Regions from separate parts of the Anser cygnoides genome. Here region 2 is linked to region 1. A link is a contact called in public Hi-C data. All regions are on one chromosome and are shown on one strand. The core of a region is the stretch at or near the end of the contact, and the rest is flanking DNA. Distances in the headings are between cores, read along the strand shown.

Region 1 (6,284 bases), core at 1,088-3,587:
AAATTCGAAACTGCATTTTCAAACAAACAGAAGAAATCTATCATTTCTGTATCATTTCTGCATATATTTCCAAGTACTGAAAAATCTAAAGCTTCTGTTTCATTCCTTCCTCATGACAATCGTAGATGCTTGCAATATGCATGTGGAGATCAGGTCAATAAAAGTCTGACTAGTAATGAAAACGCATGGAGAAAACCCTTTCCCCTCTTTGCGGCACATTCTATTTTGTTTGTAACACTCCTTTTTCCCCCAAATCTTTTCCTGCTCTTTCTCTCCACTGTAAGCAAAGTGACTGAATGGACTGGAGGTTTTGGGCAGGATCAGTGCTTCAGCCCAACCCTAGCAATGACAGAAGACTTTCTACAAGGGGTTGGTTCGCTGCCTGGTCTGTACGTGAACGCAGCCCCTGGGTGATTGGGTCCGGTGATTCCAGTTCAAGTGTTAGCAATACGTAAATAGCACACTGCTGTGCCAGCGCATACAGGCATACAGCCACTACTGGCGCTTAGCGTGTGAAGGTCATACCCAAAATGTAGTTTGAGGCGCACAATACCACCACCACCACCACCCGCACCCCTAAAAACAAAAAAAACAAAATCGGCAAGGGGAAATATTTTGAGCCTTTGAATCTCTTGTTGAAAATTCACATCCACAATCCACAATTAACCAAATTCTTAATTTAAGACTCTCAGATTCCTCACTAGTAGCAACTTCTCACATTGCTGCACCAGTATTATTGGTACCACCTCCATTTGCACAGAAAGTTCCTTCTATCCTGGTGAGCAATGACCTGGCTTCAGTTATACACACTTTTACGACATTTCAGCTTGATTACAGCAATATAACATGTCTGGCCCTAAAACCTTTGACAAATGTCTGTGTAATATTACCACGTCTTCAGATCCTGTCCTTTGCTCCCTATGCTCGTTTCCATTACAAAACTAAATTACCTTTAAGACCTCTGTCCTTTCCTTTAGGGGAACCAGTGACCTGTGGCCAGGATATCTGAAAGATCAGTTAAAGCCTATGAATGAAAATCACTGCCAACAGTTCAGTTCTCTGGTGAAGTGGAGTATCTCAAATTACAGTAAAGCTCCTTTGTCTAGAAAGTTACACTTCTTGCAGTCCTGGAACTGAACCGTGAAATAATCTCTCGTTAGTGAAGAGATGTTATGAGCATCGTGGCATTTTGCTCTAAGCACTACGTGTATTTCTTTGACTTTGTTTTCTCTACGAACACAGGGTATTTCCACACTGGGGAATGCCAGATGGGTGAATAGCTAGGGGCTTTGCAAAAACTGAGCATTTCACCCCTACTGGGAAGCATGTAATTTGCTTTCCTAAATTTGCCGTTCTAGCCAACTCAAAGGTAGGCTGATGAAGAGATTTATCCAGTTGCCACCAGCTAGAATGATAGGCAGAATTATTCCACTTCTAAGGAAATAAAAGGACTGTTTGCAGTTCTAGAAAGGATTCAGAAATTGCCACTCTTTGGTAGCTGAGAGGGGAAAGAGTCAAACTGTGAAGTAGTATCTAAACTCATTGCATGCTTATCCCTGCACCTACACAGGCTGAAGTTACAAAGGAAGGAAATAGTAACAGAGCAAAGGAAAAAAGAAAAATAATGACAGATTATAATCCAGTATAATTTCATAAGGTAAGAAAAGACATCTGCTAGTTTGTGAGAGTGTACGCTGGGTCAGAAAGCACAGAACTGGGAGATGTTTGGTAATATTTGTAACCTAACTGTGTGGGATTCTTCCATATTTTTTAAGAAATTGTCTGGCTATTACAAAGCCAGACAATAACTGTGGGGCAGCACATGTGCAAAACTGGCACCGTGTTGGGAGCACGTCCCACACAGGCGATGCTATCGGGGTCAGAGGGGCTTGCCTTCCCCTGTGTGTATGCAGCTGTAAATTATTACAAATCCTGATATCCTTTGTTATCTTACAGTTTAACCCTTACATGGATAATTAAATTAATGTTAACGTTTCAAATCTTGCCCGTGAATTATTTGATCGCTCAGTCCAGATCACCTGCCTGTCTGGCACTCTTTCGTTCCTCCCACAAAACACGCCTGCCATCTTCTGGCCAAGCCACCACGAGTCTAGGGGCTGGAAACGCACTTTGAGGTGTTTGTACTGGACGGGCTTTTCCATCTAAAGCAATCAACCAAGTGAGCAGGTCGAAATTAAATTTTGCTCTGAGAAGTGACGTTTCCCTATCTATCACAGCGTGATTTAGCTTTCAAGCTGTGCAAAAGCTCTCTCGGCTCAAAAGGATTTGCACGACCTTTTGCTTTTATACCTGCAAATATCCCGAGGGTTTCGTCTATTCCAAATCTAAAGGAGACATTCTGCTGAAACGGTCATTATTAAGCTGTCTTTACATTTAAATGGCAAGTTTCAGTGAATGTTATAGGAAACCAATATTGGAATGATGGCTTTCACGAACGTTTATTAAGCACAAAAGTTGCAGTGGAACGTGGGACTAAGCAGAGCTCGTGTGGTATCAGATTCCAATGCAAATATTTGACGTGGCTCTAATCAAAGCCAATGCTAGAGTTTGATATAGCCTGACAAAGCTTCAAGAAATTTGCTAACTAGGAGTAAAACCTTGTTTAGAAGTCAAGCGTTAAGTTCTGAAAACACTTCTTTGCTCCTTAGGATGATTTTCAAAATTAAGCTGAATCTCTTTCTCAAGAATATTAGTTATTTTAGGTACAAGAACTGCTTGAAGTTTCACAGCCTGTTATGCAGGCTCTGGATCGCATGCTCATGAATACTCCTTTTAGTTAAAATCTTGACTAACCCAAAAGGGCAGAATGCTGATTCTTTTTTCCTAGGTTAAAGCCATCCTGTTGGAAAATGAAACCATATCAATATCAAAACATTTCACAAAACAACACTACATTAATAAACTTGAGAGAAAAAGGAGAATAGGCTATGACATTTTCAAAAGAGGACACTGATTTGGATGTTCTTTTCAGTATCAAATGTACACAGTAAATCTTGGTAGTATATGCAAATAATCCACATCTTACATGCATATTGTATATATTACATTATCTGTATTATACATATCAATGCAAATAATATTAAATCTTAAAAAGAAATACTTGAATAGCTCAGATTTTTTATATTTTCAGTGCCTCGGTTTTGAAATATAGAACTGCTTAACAAAAGAGAAATTCTGTGCTCTGTATCACTTGTGGTTAGGAGGGATAGTGTGAGAACTGAAACCACCTACGTAAGCATGTAAAAAAAATCAGTCAGGCTAGTTTCGGCACCCTCCCAGACTTTACTGAGCCGTGTCTCACATCACTGACAGAGACTGCTACTCAGCCCTTCGTGGCACCCTTCTCTCACCCAGCTCAAGCCAAATGAAGGGTTGGGAACCATCCAAGCTCCCTGGATAGGCAGCGAGAGGTTGTCCTCTGCGGCATCTCAGGAGAAGGACTTCACCTATCTAAAGATAAGTGTCTAAGAGTGCCTGTCTCTCTTCAACTGGCTGCTCAGGAAGTCTTCATAGCTGACGTCAAGTAGACTTTTTGATGGCAGTCAGCTCAGAGGAATCCCACCCAAGGCATCTCTAGATGGTGACAAAACCAAAGAGATGAAATGATAAAGCCGAAGAGCTGAAACGCCTTTGAATGAACGTATTTCTCTCTGTTATCAGCAGAGGAAGTGAGGCTGACTGCTCATTCAGCTTCAGCGCTGCAGCTCAGTGCTTAATGTCCGGCCAAAATCTGCTGAATATTAGTCTGCATCAAACCCATCAAGTTTGTGATCAGTTATACGAAGGTCTGGATTTCCCTGGGAGAGGAGAGGCTAGACAGGTCATAGCTCTGTCCCATGATACTACAAATCACTTGGGCTCTACTGATGTGAGACAAAACCGTGCTACTCTTCTTCCCACCGCCTCACCAAGATGGTAGCTACATGCAGTCCAAATTACACTAATCCCTCTAGCCCAGCCTCACGCATGGCTAACATCCAGAACTCTTTTTGCTGACCAGAGGCAATGTTTTACAAACACGTTGCTGAAGACTCATAGCTCCATGGGAGCCGTGTTAGGATTTCCTCTGCCAGGGAGAAGCTTCCAAGGCCATGTTTTCTGCCATGGCAGGTCTAGTTTCCGAAACAACTCTGATTCTCTCCACATTTGTCTCTCATGAATGGCCTGTAAACAAATATCTCCCAGATTAGCTCTTCTGAAGGCTGAAATCATCTTGAGATGCATCATTTTATCTGAAGACAGGAAATGATTCTTTCCAGTGCGCTTCATTAATCAAAAAACCTGTTTCGATATGGAGCAGCTTTCAATCGTTTTTAACTACTTTTATATTAGCTAACTGGTGCTAACTTGACATGGTCTCACTGTTGACCAGCCGTACAGTTCCGTCAACCGTTTTCAGTTATCAGGAACTAGCTAAATTTAGTAGACCACAGATTAGCAAATGGCTCCTGCTTGGCACTGTGCGTGCAAAGGGCAGGGGAACTATGGGCAGGGTTGCTATGACTTCAGAAAAGAGAGCATTTTCACTATAATTTTTTTCTGCTAAGGCTTTGTTCTGGTCATGGGGTTCAGGGAGAGTGGCAATCAGAGTGTGAACCTCAAGGCTGCTCGGTAACATTCAATATAGTCTTGTTGAGAAGTGGAGGAAAGCCCTGGCAGATGAGCCTCAGCCATTTATGGCAGAAAGATTAATGTTCCCATAGCTGGGATTTTCTCTAAAAGTGAGGATTTTTCAAGAAGATTGCATTTTCTGCTGTGGTACATCTGGTGTTCAGTATAATTCTGATTTTCTCCACTTTTCTCTTTCACAAAACAAGTAGTATGAACAGTAAAATGAATGCCAGCCCCAAGGTTGAAGGAACCTGTCTTGACATTTGCTATTTCACTCTGTAATTTGGGGGTCCTACAAGTACATCCCAGATGTTGATGAATATCTGAGAGAATCAATTCTACAAGGCCTTGTTTTGTGTACATTTAATTAGAATACCCAGATCTTGCCTTTCAGCTGTGTGTATGTAACACCCACTGCATGCATCACCTTTTAAGTAGGAAAAAAAAAAAAGTGTAATGTCTAATTATTTTTGTTAGCTATGAAAAACAATGTATAGAGCAAGTTTCTATGTGTATAGCTACAATTTAATTTGCGTTTTCAGAAGGAAAATTTTCATTAATGAGGTTAAAAGTTAACATTATATCTGCATTTTATGTATTACATTTACGACTGTATAACACAAAACATGGCTGAGGTCAGAGAAGCTACTATTATAGCAGCATTTGCTCTTACACGTGCTCCACACAAAATATCAGGGTCATTTCTATTTCTCTCTCTCAGTCAGGCAAACTGTTTCTGAACTTTTTTTTCTTTTGAAAAAATACAGCTGCACTGGCCATCAGGCTCTTCCAGCTTCCTACCTGTTTTAGGAAAGATGCGTTTTTCTGTGAACAAATGGATGTTGAGCTATCAAGAAGTAATAGCCCAGAACATACACAGAAAAGAAACAAATCTTAAAAACCATAAACATATTGAACACCAATTCCTAGGACAAATTTCCAGTACCTGCTCTGAGATACTCTAAATATATCTTACTACTTTAACATTCTAGAGCTATTTTCACTGAATATGTAATTTGTAGCAAAGCATGTTGTTCTTTCTGCCATGGATTAATAACAGGACCGGGGAGGAGGGAGGACAGGTTTAGGGGAAAGTGTTAAGAAAAGGTGTGATACCCAACCAGCAAGCACACAGTACTGCCTGTCTAGTCAGATGCACTCAAAAAAATGAAGCATCATCACGACAGAAAAAGGGATACTTGGTGGTAACAGAAAAATTGAACAATACCCATTCATTCTTTTTGCTTGCTTTGTTAACTCTTTAAATCGGGCCTGCAATACACAGTTAGCAGCTCTGGAAAAGGCAAACCTCAGCAGCAGAAGCCACAATGTCGAGGAGGGAAGGGGGAGAGTTATGGGAAAAAAAAAAAAATAAAACAAAACACTTTTTCCATGTAGTGCTTGGAAAACAAACCAAAACTAGGGGAGGTGAAAGATCAGGGAGGAGCTGTCTTAAGCAGTGCCCTTCCTAAAGGCCCCACACCGAGAACCGGAGCCAAAAAGGGCAAAGGTAAGCGACGCCCTGAGCGCGGTACCTCCCTGCGGGAGCTGGGCAGAGCTGGCTTGCAAGCAGGCAGTGATGCCCACGGCGAGGAAGGAGGCTGGAGGCAGGCACTGCATCTCTCCCGTAGCCAGACGGACACCGGGAAGGC
Region 2 (6,705 bases), core at 745-3,244, 33 kb after region 1:
ATTTTTGCATTATGGCACTGAAGAAAGTTACTGCATTTTCCATTGCAATTTCCAGAAACAGTTGTTTTCATACTGCAGCACTATGAAAACAAAATATTTAAAAGCAATTTAAAATACTGAAGAAGTTGTCTAATTATAAGAAATTACCTTTTTAACGCCAACTTTAACTGCTCTCTCTACCACATCCAAAAGGTCATCTGCAAAAGTTTACAGAAATATCACTAATTGAACTTAAGGTTTTTATGGCATAATTTAACTACTTTTGAACTAAAGATTACTTTCATGCAGTCAAAATTCCTATCACGAACAATCTTTGAACCTCATTTTAAAAAAAGAATAACAGAATGCAATAACTGAAAATCTGGTCTAAGTCCAGAAAGTCGATGAATATTTTTCACATATTTTAGAAGGCTCTTTAATTTATATATATATATAAAATATGAAAATATATATATATGTAGAATGTGAAAGAAAAAAGCATCACTTATAATTAATAACTACGATTCAGCAATGCAATACTTTGATAGTTTATTGTTCCTAACTCTTATATCAACTTCTTCCATGTTATCTGAATATAAATACATCAGCATTCCATTTTGCTCCCAAAGTAGTCACCTATATGACAACTTAATAGAAGCAACTCAGTAGGAAAAAAAATAAATGCATTTTGCTTAGAAAGTCTAACTTCACCTCCCAGTACCTAAAGGGGACCTATAGGAAAACTGGAAAGGTACTCTTTATCTAGGATAAATCAGTGACAGGACAAATGATAATGGTTTAAACTAAGAGAGGGTAAATTTGTATTAGATATAAGGAAGAAATTCTGTACTCTGAGGGTGGTGAGGCCCTGGCACAGGCTGCCCAGAGAAGCTGTGGATGCCCCATCCCTGGAGGTGCTCAAGGCCAGGCTGGATGGGGCTTTGGGCAGCCTGGGCTGGTTGAGGTGTCCCTGCCCAGGGCAGGGGGTTGGAACTGGGTGGGCTTTAACGTCCCTTCCAACCCAACCCACTCTATGATTATTTTGTCACACTTTCTACTTCAAGCCCTAATAAATAATACACATCTGTTTTTTGAAGAAGAAAATAAATTCTAATCTTACTTTCTGACAAGCACAAGGTTTCCCTTTTAAAAAGAGTAACTTTACCTTGATGCTTTTGTGTTCCTCTGTAGATTCCTCTGAACATAGGGTCTGTAAGGTTAATACCGATATCTGTAAAAACAAACAAACAACCCCCAAACACAGATATTAGAATCATTCCACATTTCATTCTGAGAACTCCAGACTTATTTTATAGGCGTACAGAAGAGCTGCCCTCACCACCACAAGCAGATACCGAGACACTGCTTTCTGCAAGCACCTGGGCTTTCCCCACGAAGCTGCCAATTCACCTCAGCAGCAGGAGGGAAGGCAAAATGCAGCAACCGGCACACAGCCTTTAAATCAGTGCTCCTATGAACGCTTTTATCCAAGCCAATTCGATAAAATTAAAGATTATTAACGCCCACAGTTAAGACACCAACGCGAAAAGCAAGACAAGAGCTTGCTGGAACCCACTGAATTGGGGGGGGGGGGGGGGGGGAGGAACCTCAAGGGGCGCACAACAGCCCCTCGGAGAAGCCCCAAAAAGGGCAGAATCACCCCGAAACCCTTCTCGTCGGCTCTAACCGCCCCTCAAGGGCAGCCTGCCTGCACCTCGGCTCTGGGAGCGGGGGGAAAGGGCTTGAGACAGGGCTTGAACAGGGCGACAAGCCCGACGAAGCGCCGGCCATGTCACCACAGCGGCCGGCGCCCGCCGCCCTCAGCCCCTCGCGGGGAGCGGGTTCCTCAGCCCCGACCCCGGGGGGAGCACGGAGGGACCCGGGGCTCGGCGGACATGAGGAGACAGGGACGGGAACAAGGACAGGGACCCCGCTAAGCCACCCATCCCCTCACCGATGAGCTTGGCTCGGTTCATGGCGGCGGGCGGAGCTCGGCGCCTGCGCCCGGGGCCGGCCGCCACGTTCCCGTGAGGCGCCGCGCATGAAGGTGAGGGGTAGGGCAGCGCGAAATGGCGGCGTACCTCACGCACCAGCAGAAGGTGCTGCGGCTCTACAAGAAGTCCCTGAGGCACCTGGAGTCCTGGTGCATCCACCGGTGAGGACGGGAGGGAGCGAGGTGCGGGGAGCGGGGGAGGGCTGAGCCCCCGCTGCCGGCTTTCCCCACCGAGACGGGGCCCCGTGGGGTTGGGGGGGGAGGATTTTATCCTCGTCCCTTTCCTCTAAACGTGGCTGAAGGGGTGAGGAGAATGTCAAAATGTCTCTTGAGCCTCTTGTCAGTGCCTGAAAAGACACTGGGTGTGGGGACAGGAGGCCCTCAGGAGCCCTGTCTTTGTGTAGGGGTAAGAGAGGATGTTGCCATGTTCTCTGTGATGTTTTATTTAAATCTACACACTGCATATGTCGTGTGCCTGCAGAGACAAGTACCGATACCTTGCCTGCCTCCTGAGAGAGCGGTTCGATAAGAACAAGGATGTGAAGGATATGGTGAAAGCTACAGAGCTGCTGAAGGCCGGTCAGGAGGAGTTCTGGGCACACCAGCACCCGCAGCCCTACATCTTCCCCGATTCACCTGGGGGCACCTCCTACGAGAGATACGAGTGCTACAAGGTAAGGGGGCTGTGGGGTTGTGCAGTCCTGTGCTTGGGGTGGTTGTTAGTGCGCTTACCTCGCTCTTCTGGCACTGAAAAGAAGGTGAGTGTTTTAAGTAGGCTTTAATAGGGCTGCAGTTTGGTTCAGCGGTATTTCTCTGGTACCTCCGTGCTGGAAAACTTATTGCTTGCTTAGGAGTTGTGCTTCTGTGGTCATTTGAAATGGAGCTCGCTGCTCTGTCAGAGGACAGAGGCTTTGTTTTGATGGGATTTAAGCACCTGGAAGCTGCTCGGCGGTGGGTCAGACAGGCGGAGTGACAGGGTTGGTGCAGAGCTGTGACAGTGGAGGGGGAGGAAGCAGCACCACCCTGTGTGGTGGCGTCTGGTCACAGCCCTGGTCTCTGGTTTTGTCGGAACTTGATGTCAGCCTGGCTGCTGGGGAGCTTCCTTCACTTGGCCTTCCTTCTTCCAGCATTTTGAGTAGTGATACAAATTACCATTTCCCTTGATCCACTGCAGTGCCAAATAAGTATTTGAGGACCATTTTATGTTGAGCTGTATGCTTAAAAATAGCAGCACTGTTCTTAGAATGTGAGACATTCTGGAGTTTGGCTCCTCCCCCCGATGTGTTAGGAGTGAAGAAACAGGCTTCACAAAAAAACGCAGCGTTTTCACTGTTTTGGCATTGTCTCTTTTCATACATTACGAGAAGTCAGTACTGATCTAGAGAGTACACGCACCTTTTTTCTCCCAAATTCTGAAGACAGTGCTGATGCAGAAGACTAGATCTGATCAGCTCCTTACAGATAAGAAGCCATGTGAAAGAACCTGACATAGATTTAGAGGCAGAAAAAAGAACACGAGTGGGAATGGAAGAAGGGAACTTAAGCTTGTGCCAAGGTCATGAGCCTCAGCAGTAGTAGAGAGAATGGTGAAAACGAATCCAGACAGAAAAAAGGTCAGTTGAGCAGTGATTAGTTTTGATACAGAAATATAAATGGATTTATGTGCTTTCCTTTGCCCTGTTTTAAATGCGAAGCCTGTGCTTTAAACAAGTGGCTATCACAAGGGTTTGGCTTCTTGGTTTATCAGGGACTGTCCATTGTAGAAGCTGCTACAAAATGTAACTTTTTTAAATCTCTGTCTGATGTTTTTTTTTTTTTTACTGGTGCTTGGTATATGTATATCGTTATTTAATAGCCGGTCTGTTCTTTCTATCAAGCCAAAATTTTACTCAGCGATGAGAATCACAGCAGGAAACTGCAAATGTCAGTGGATGAATGATGATACTGGAGCAACTTAATTTTGACATAGATTTTCCTTATTTTTTTTTGTCAGTGTTTTTATCTTTAAAATATTAACATTCAGCGATGTACAATAAAATAGTTTAGTTGGAAGAGACCTTCAGAGATCACCTAGTCCCACTGCCTGACCTCTTCTGGGCTAGCCAAAAGTCAAAGCATATTAATGAGGGCATTATCCAGATGCCTCTTGAACACTGGCAGGCACAGGGCACAAGCCACCTCTCTAGGCAGTTCCAGTGTTTGACCACCCTCAGAGTACAGAAATTGTTCCTGATGTCCAGTCTGAAGCCCCCCTGGCGCAGCTTTGTGCCATTCCCACGTGTCCTGCTATCACCAGCACCTCCCTCCCCACTGCCCCTCCTCAGGGAGCCGCAGGGAGCAGCGAGGTCACCTCTTGGCCTCTTTTTCTCTAAGCTAAGCAAAGCAATACGCTGCTGCAAAATTCGAAATTCAGTTTTTATTAGGATATCCATCCAGAGCTGGTCCAGTCCTCCAGAGGTTGAACCATAATCAAGATCTAAAGGCCGCTAATTTTTGGAATAGCTGTAGACAAGCAGAAGTGAGCTGTTAAGTTCTTTGTCAAACAAAATGAATTAGTAGTTGCAGAGAAGGATCTTTAACCTGCCGCCTTTGGGGATAGGAGGGGAGGAAAATCCATCTTTTCCCCTAGATGGAATTATTTCAGGAGCTGTAGAGTAAACGGAGGTGACCTGGGGTCTGTCTTTGAGATGCTATGATTTAAGCAAGTCACTATGACTTTCTCCTATGACTTAGGAGAATTCATGAAATAGATTAAAAGCTCTGCCCTCTGTGACTGACAATAGATAATTCTTACGTGCTGGTTTTACGTGGTACTTTATTTCATGGGTTATTTATCCATTTTAATAACGGGTTTAATGAGCATGTTTAGTTCTTTCGTGTGTTAGTATACTATATAGAGACTTTACATGTTTTTATATACATACGTAATAAAAGTGTTGTTTTGTTGCTGTTTTTTAACAGATTCCTGAATGGTGCTTGGATTATTGGCATCCTTCTGAGAAGGCAATGTATCCTGACTACTTTGCCAAGAGAGAGCAATGGAAGAAGCTGCAGCAGGAAAGCTGGGAGAAAGAGGTCAGTGCTTGTTCGATGCCAGGTGAAGCTTCTTTAGCAAGCATTTTGTGTGGCATTGAGCTGTGCTCTTGGAAAATATTTTAAGTGAGAATGCTGAATGCCTGCTGTGGTCTTAGGCTCTGCTTTGTTAGAACGCTTTTCAGTGTGAAATGCTGGCTTGACTTAAAATGTGTGCACAGATCTGAGTTACAGCTTCCTGAAGGCCATTAAGGGAATTTGAATGGCTGAGTTTGGTGGCTGCTGAACCTGCAGCCATCCTTTCAGTTAGTGCAGGGCTGCTGTAGCTGTTTTACTAAAGGTAACTCCGAAGTGAGATGAGAAGAGATGAATGACCAGAGAATTCCTCTTCTTCTGAACGTGTTGTGGATGCACCTTTAAAAATTACTTACTACAGACTTCATCATTTGGGAATCCAGACCAATTTCTGGTCAACTTATATTGAGCTTCAGTTGGCAGAAGTTGATTATCCCAAAATAATTTTTAGATTTGGTTGTAGAGAACTAGTTGGATTATATGTAACATGTCACTTCTATCAGAATTAACAGCGTGGCAGCCAGCACTGACACTGCTTCAGGAAACATCCATTGATGACATCTAAAGGGCTGTTGGGGGCATGCAAAAATAGAAGTCTCCTACTGACTCGTATGGGAGTGTTTTAGGACCTGTAATTTAACTGCTGATTTTTCAAAGAAGCGAGAGAATGCAGTTTATTTAGCAATGGCAGACGTGAATTATAAGGAAATGATGACCTCTTAAGTACAAAATTCTCTTGTAAACCACTTTCCCCTCTTAGAAAGTCCTTAATTAGGTAATATGAGCCTGCAGTGATTACCGAGTTTGTAAGTGAATAGTGAGGACAAGTGAAGGCATTACTGCTAGCTCTCTCCTTCTGAAATGGGGTCAGCTTTGCTGTTTATCTGCACTAAAGCATTATATTTTTGTCATGTTGTAGATGAAGCAATTAGAAGAAGAAACTCCAAGTGATGGTCCAAAAACCGAAGCCTTGCCTCCTGCTCGTAAGGAAGGGCATCTGCCACCCCTGTGGTGGCAGTTTGTGACAAGGCCCCGTGAAATGCCCATGTGAAAGCGTTACTGCACGCGAGAACTGAAGCGATCCATCCTCTGTAGGCAGTAGGTATGCCAGTGAACATATGCTACTGTCATGCAAAATAAAGCCAAGTAAAATGAAACAGAAAGCATTTTTGTGACGTTCTGGTCTCCTACTACAGCAGGCACGCACTTCCAGTTTGTGTGGCGTAGAATAGATGACTGTTAACATCTGTGCTGTGTACCTAAAGCGAAGAAACCACTGGACCAGCCAGTGAAGAAATCTTTATGGGATACTAACACCAGAGTGAGCTCTAGAAAGTTGAACACTTTCTACAACTTACTTTGCAGCTTTCACAGCAAGAGTTGGAAAACCCGACTACTGGGACTGAAAAAGTATCTGCATAAAGCCCATGTTCCAAGAGAAAAAACATAAGCTTAATTTCAGCTGTTTTAAGGACTAAACATCTTCAGATTGGATATATATTAAAAAAAAAAGGTTTTTAACTTGGCTACTTAGAAATTTTACAGTCATCTTCAATATGTCTAAATTGTTTAAAGCTAAATTGTTTAAAGCTACACTTGTTGTGTAAAGCTAAAATGTGCTTGGG

The links. A called contact is a pair of places that touch in the nucleus more often than the background predicts.
Region 2: a contact with region 1 is called in a Hi-C map of liver, with 1.9 times the contacts expected there. The contact joins the promoter of NDUFB9 here to the enhancer-like site in region 1. A contact is called at or near these places in 3 of 7 Hi-C or Micro-C datasets (all in liver).

What each region holds. Positions count from the first base shown.
Region 1 is chr2:151,865,329-151,871,612 of Taihu_goose_T2T_genome, forward strand. No RefSeq gene overlaps it. Among named protein-coding and RNA genes, the nearest start is that of RNF139, 7.3 kb to the right of the region's middle. Within about 2 kb of position 2,338, at least 1 of the 3 cell types and tissues checked has open chromatin away from gene starts, as enhancers often do. A contact at or near this core is called in liver, where this site is marked.
Region 2 is chr2:151,898,518-151,905,222 of Taihu_goose_T2T_genome, forward strand. NDUFB9 (NADH:ubiquinone oxidoreductase subunit B9) reads left to right here and starts at 1,995. Exons shown (of 4, transcript XM_048049348.2): 1 at 1,995-2,134; 2 at 2,454-2,646; 3 at 4,934-5,047; 4 at 6,000-6,246. The coding sequence starts at 2,049. The coding sequence ends at 6,131. TATDN1 (TatD DNase domain containing 1) reads right to left here and starts at 2,059. Exons shown (of 12, transcript XM_048049319.2): 1 at 1,934-2,059; 2 at 1,145-1,210; 3 at 148-197. The coding sequence starts at 1,955.